Regions from separate parts of the Oryzias latipes genome. Here region 2 is linked to region 1. A link is a contact called in public Hi-C data. All regions are on one chromosome and are shown on one strand. Each heading gives the region's core, a stretch centred on a gene start, on an enhancer-like site or on the middle of the called end of the contact. The rest is flanking DNA. Distances are from core to core; before and after follow the strand shown. Region 1 holds the start of slc41a3 (solute carrier family 41 member 3). Region 2 overlaps cpne9 (copine-9).

Region 1 (3,003 bases), core at 231-2,730:
TACATTTTTTATTACCGCCAGTGATTTGTTTTTTCTTTTATTTTTTTATTTATTTTTTAGTTTAAGGCAGCATTTTGGGGTAGAAACAGAAATCAGGCTACATTACCATTACAAACGGTTATTCTTCATTTGCATGTCGTTGTTTTGTTTAGCCTGGAGGATTTACCACGACAACCCGAAAGGAAATAAAAGCACGCAAAAAAAACAAACCCCGCGACTTTGACTGAGTTTACCGGGTACTAAGTGTAAATATGCGCCGTGGTTTACGTACATCTTTTCGTGACAATCTCCAAAAATGTCCGAATTCATCAGCGAATCCGAAGTTGTCCAAGAATTCCGATAAAAATCCGTTGAAAGGCATTCCTTCGCGCGAGGCTGCCATGTGTACATCCCAGAATACTAACCAAGCCCCGGTAACCACGGTTACCCAAGGAGACGCTCTCTGAATGGACGATTAAAATAGTCTCCACATGTGGCCCCGCCCCTCCGGGAAGCTCATGCAAATGCTGCTAGATTGGAACTTTGAAAGTAAAAAAAATAGTGAAATCTGAGTTAATGCAGAGATGATGAATGTAGTTAACTTACTTATAATATTAGCTAAATATTTCATTCACAAGTATGGATACAAAAAAACAGTTTTTTTTATGTTTTCCAGAAAGAAACAATAGTGAATGTAAATAGTATTAAATCCTGCACTAACACTAAAAAAGCTGCTAGAACAGTGGAAACATTTGAAACAACTTTCACAGATTCCTTTGCCTTTATTATATTTTTATTCTATTTTCGTTTAACCTGGTTTAGATTGCTATTATTAAGGCTTTTGGACATTTTTGTTCCTTTTGCCTGGCAAATGTGAAAATTGTGTCTTTTGCACAGAGTGTGGAATAACAATGTTTTGGTATTTTGTATGTGCAATATTTGTTAATAAAGTTTATTTTAAAAAAAGTTGAAAGCCAAATTTGAAGTTATTGTCCTATTTTACACTATATTCATCTGTAAAAGCTTATTTAAACACCAACAAGTGTTCAAATAATATGTTTTGTTGTAAATCAAACTCCATATGGGTGAGGTCACAAACTCAAATTGTGCACAGAATTCTTTTAAAACCATTTCTTAAAGGATTAAAGTGAATTAGTTGAAATATTGAATGTTTCCATGCTTCTTACCTACTGTTTTATTGATTTATATGAATACAATAGTATAAATATGAGCCAACATGCTCCACTAGACATAATTTTCTGTCGGGCCGTGAAGACCATAACAAGCTTCTAACACGCAGATTAGATCAAATCCTTACCGTTAGTTTAAGTTTAGGAGGCAGTCTTTGTAAAGCTGACCCCCAGAAACCGGTCTGAGTGAATGGAAGTTGTTGAATCTAAATGAAGGCCACATGTACTATCTTCTTTCCATCTCGGTAGGCCTATATACGTTTGTGCATGGAGATCTTGAAGTGTCAGTGTGTGCAGAGTAGGAGCTAGTGCGCATGCATGGTGGGGCAGCACTGGCTTGGATTACACAGCGTGACAGATGAGAATATGTCCCCGCTGTCTCCTTCCATCTGTCTGTGGGCCGGCTGACAGCAACAGGACTGCAGCAGTACACACTGTTTCATTCACCAAAGGCATCAAACTCCACTAAAACATTTTTATCGCGTTAGTGGAAGTCTTTGAAGAAATGATTCAGTGTTTCTTAGCACTTTTTGTCATCCTAACAGTGCATTCAAAACATTTATTCTGGATAGGAAATCTTTTCTTCCATGATTTCAAAAGAAGAAAGTATAAAAGAAAAAACTATATATTTTCAAAGCAATTCGGACACCATGCACACTGCATTTCTTTTTTTTTTTGAACGGCGGAAATGACGTCAATCGTTTTCAAGTTAAAATCTAATTAATGTTAGCGTTTTGCAATGATTATTTATGCCTCCACTGTCTTTTGGAGATAAAAAACGTTGATGGTTTATTTAAAAAAAATACATTTTTTTTGCAAAAAATGTTCAGACGCAATGCATTGTGGTCTATATTTGCCAATCTAGTGAGCATCGATGCACACTGGCTTTTCACAGAGACTTCTGGGAAATTTCTAGGGCACTAGATTTTGGAATTGTAGATTCAGACAGCACTAAAGAAACTTGTCATATTTGTTCTTGTCTACGTTTATCTCTATATTGATATTGATGTTATTGACAGACATGCTGTGATTTTTTGCTTCAATAAAAATAACAATTAAATAAATAAAAAAAGCACTACAAAATGGCGAACGCACTATATAGTGAGTATGGAAGGAATTCGGACACAACCTCAGTGAAAAGTAAAATAACATTTCTAGATTTGTCCACTGACCTCTGCAGCAGAGCTATTCGGGGAGGATTTTAGTGGAAAATGACACATCTCATTGTACAGTCATATTTGATAGTTGTGTCAAGGCCAAGCTGTCTGTGATATTTCAAACGGAAATGTCACTGCTGGGTTTCCTTCATGCTTCTTGAAATAGAATGAAATGAAATTTAAATGTATTCATGTACTATTTGGCCACACTGTAGTGTAATACTTTAAACAAGGGTACGATTTTAATAATTTATATTGTATCTGTCATAATTTAAACATGATGTAATCGGACTTTGATATAACACATTTCGATTACCATCCGCCCGTTTCCTAAACGTCACAGGGATGCCGAGCCTGCCAGGTACCGTCAGATGAAAGGGGGGCACGAAATGAAATTAATTCAGTAGACATTTTTTCGCAATAGGAACAACCCCATGTTGGAACCAGAACTCTTCCTCTAGCAGTTATTGGTCTGAGTCAACGTTTCTACGGCAACCACTCCTGCCAATCAGGAATGAGCTTGTTGGAGGTCCACAAACCTACCAATTGAAAGTGGGCTTGGGAGAATCTGTCAAATAAATGTTTTTTAATTTTCAATGTGAGACCTCGTTTTCACTGAAGCATCTGATTGGCCAGTTTTATAACTTTAATAACTTTCATTACAGATCAATATGATT
Region 2 (3,003 bases), core at 220-2,719, 81 kb after region 1:
CATTACTCGGGTGGTATGGGAGCTATTCTAGTCTAGTCTAGTTTAGTATATTCTATTCATGTAGTTTTATAAAACTCATTACTGATATAAAATGTTGTGTGATGCACAGACCATATGACTTTGTGACAGATTTTAGTTGATTCCGTAAAAACGTCACTGCTGTAAGGTGTTGCACATCAGCGCTGCAAAGCTGATTTTCTCTGCTTCACTGAGGTTAATCACGTAAGCGGTTGAAAAGTTGCAATACTGGAATAGATGTAAACAGTGGAGCCAAAACTCCAGAGTTAAAAGGGTTAATCCTGTTCGATGAAACCATTGGAACCCTTTTTGAAGGGGTTCTTTAAAAAGAGAAATAACTCACGTGCAATGATCAGTTTGGGTTGTTTTAATTTTGGTAATATTGAACAACAGTTCACCAAGTGCAGGAGATATGAGTGCACACAAACATTTCTAAACCCCATATCAAAACACAACGAGTATTTGTCAAAGCAGCTTCCTATAATGTCCTTTTTTTAATCCTTAAAAACCTCTACATACAATACAGATGTTTTAGAAACACAGATGTAAAAGACGTTGGCGGCTCTAAGTCAAGCAAGTGAAAAAGAAACTCTTGGTCCTGTATGGACGATAAAAGCTTCTTCATGTCAAACTGTCAGGAGGCTGAAATCCTGATGCCCTCTGACCTCCCTATAATCTCAAATCCACTTGTGGTTTCACTGGATTCAGCAGGGCACAGGAGTTTTAATCCCACAAATGAAAATATACAGCGACAGAGGAGAAATGCATATTATACTTTGAGATATATATCGCTATCTCTGCTTTTAGGGCAACATCTACTAAAACAACTGCAACGCTTTATTGCCCACATGCAAAAAATAAAAATGTAAAAACTACTCAACGTAACAAAAGAGGGTAAGAAAAAAGGCATTTTACTTACAAAGCACATGTAACATTCCCCTTCAGCACAACCTCGACATTCACTTGAAAAAAGCAACACATTTTACACCCGAGTTGATGATGTAGGGTATGGGATTCCTCTTTGTTGGTGTGGTTGCTGTGATTGTAAGACTGGCCATGCATGTCTGAGATACTACAGGAATGTACATGCATGACAAAGATACCCTGCTATATGAACGGCGGGCACTAGGTGGCAGACTTTGCCCACTTTGCACGCCGCTCTGGTCCGCTTGGGGATGAAATGTCAAGTAATGGCAGGGGAGAAGAAGAGACATGCATTGGGCACACATAACATTAGGACTCAGGTATATTGCTTTACAAAGTATGTGCATCTGCCCTTCGCTAAAGTTGAATTTTCTTGTGCATACAGAGACTTTCTCACCTTCTTCTCCTGCTTTCTGTCCCTCTTGGCCTTCAACAAAACAAATCCCTTGTTGCTTTCTTACCCCCAGTGTCCTTGAGCTCTTTCCCTCTTACCCCTGCTCCTCTTCTCCTCCCTGTACTCCCTCCCTCTGGCTCCTCTCCTTCCTTTCCCCCTCCTCTTCTCTGCGGGGCAGCTGGAGAGACTGGCATTTCTCTGACAGTGGGGGGGGGGAGAACCTGCACCGAGCCTCGACCCACGCTGGGTGAGGAGAGGTGGGATGCAGCGTGGTAGGCAGAGGTGTGCGTGTCTAGGCGTGCGACAGAATTCCCAACAAAAGCTCTGTTGGGACGAATTTTCTGCATTTTTTGAGTCGAATAAACCTAAAAAAAAAACATTTCCGGATTACTGCAACTCGTAAAGGGAATCATGTGAAGCTTATGGAGAGCTTCAGATTCATTTAACTTTAATTAAATATCACATTAGGCTCTTAATAGGTCTTCTCCCAAATGATGCAGCTAAGGATAACACTGCTTCCTATTTCTTTGGCATCGGAGTGTTCCTGCAGAGCTTTAGAGGACAAACGGCACATAACTGTTGTACCTTCTAGAGATTCTTTTACTTGTTCATCTCCTTTCTAATGAATCGATGAAGCTTTGTATGTGTTCCCCTAAAGGTCCAATTCGAACTGTAAAAAAAGAAAAAGATTATCGCCCTTTTTGTTTTTTAAATCGCAAATTCAATTCTGCTGGAGTGTTCCTTTATATCACATCAGTCTGTTTTATCTTTGTAGCTGAGATTTAGCATTTTATTTTAGCCAGATTAGCCTTTTTAGCATTGATAAACAGGTTTTGCTTCCGTTTACGTCCTTCACGCATATTTTTCAGCTTCCCACGTATATTTTATTTCAGCATTTTGAGCACTGCTACTTGTTTTTATTTTTTTAAAATATTTTTAATGCCATAGTCACAACTGCCCTTAGGTATGGATGCTGGTGAAAAAAGGGTAAACTTGTACTGGGCACGGCAGTGACACACAGGACATTTTTAAGACCGTAGATCGCTCGATGAGCCTGTAGAGAGAAAATGTTCCTCCACATGCGTTCCTACGGCCACGCTGAAGGTGACCGGTCGAAGTGAACACTTACACAACACGTAAGGGTAAGTAAAGAAGAAGGAGGAGAGATTCGTACGAGTTTTTCATCTTTTCAACCTCCGCAACTCTTGTGGACGGCACAAGGAGCCCATAGTGCTGTTCACGTGATAAGTGCGCTCCTTGCTGCAGCCTGACTATTTAAAATCAGGAAATTCGGCAATCAGTGTGTACTTTGTGTAGACATCCTATGGACGCTTGCGTATCACGTGCACACCCCATGCACGGTCAGTAGGGAGTCAGTAATTGTACCTTACTAGAGTGTGGTGTAAGGACACTGTACAACAGCATCACTCATGTGTCATAAGTGCGTGGAACGACCATTATCCTCATGAATACCTCTTGATACTCTTACCACACGTATGAGAATAGTCGTTCTAGTTTCATGACATAATTGGAAGTGGCCGCACGAGCCTCAAGAGAACTTCAAGACACACCTGCACTCATCTTAAGAAGCGAACAATCCCCTCTACAACCTTCCACGGACCTGGACCCCCCCAAAAACCTACAGCATCTGAACAGGCGCACGAGAC

What was found. Hi-C and Micro-C count contacts between places; a contact is called where the count stands out from the background.
Region 2: a Hi-C map of fibroblasts shows a contact between it and region 1, with 2.3 times the contacts expected there. The contact joins the enhancer-like site here to the promoter of slc41a3 in region 1.

What each region holds. Positions count from the first base shown.
Region 1 is chr7:2,968,555-2,971,557 of ASM223467v1, forward strand. slc41a3 (solute carrier family 41 member 3) reads right to left here and starts at 1,481. Exons shown (of 11, transcript XM_004070268.4): 1 at 1,298-1,481.
Region 2 is chr7:3,049,187-3,052,189 of ASM223467v1, forward strand. cpne9 (copine-9) reads right to left here. Exons shown (of 20, transcript XM_011476712.3): 20 at 370-3,003. Among protein-coding and RNA genes, the nearest start is that of klf15, 11 kb to the left of the region's middle. Within about 2 kb of position 1,470, at least 2 of the 8 cell types and tissues checked have an H3K27ac peak or open chromatin away from gene starts, as enhancers often do.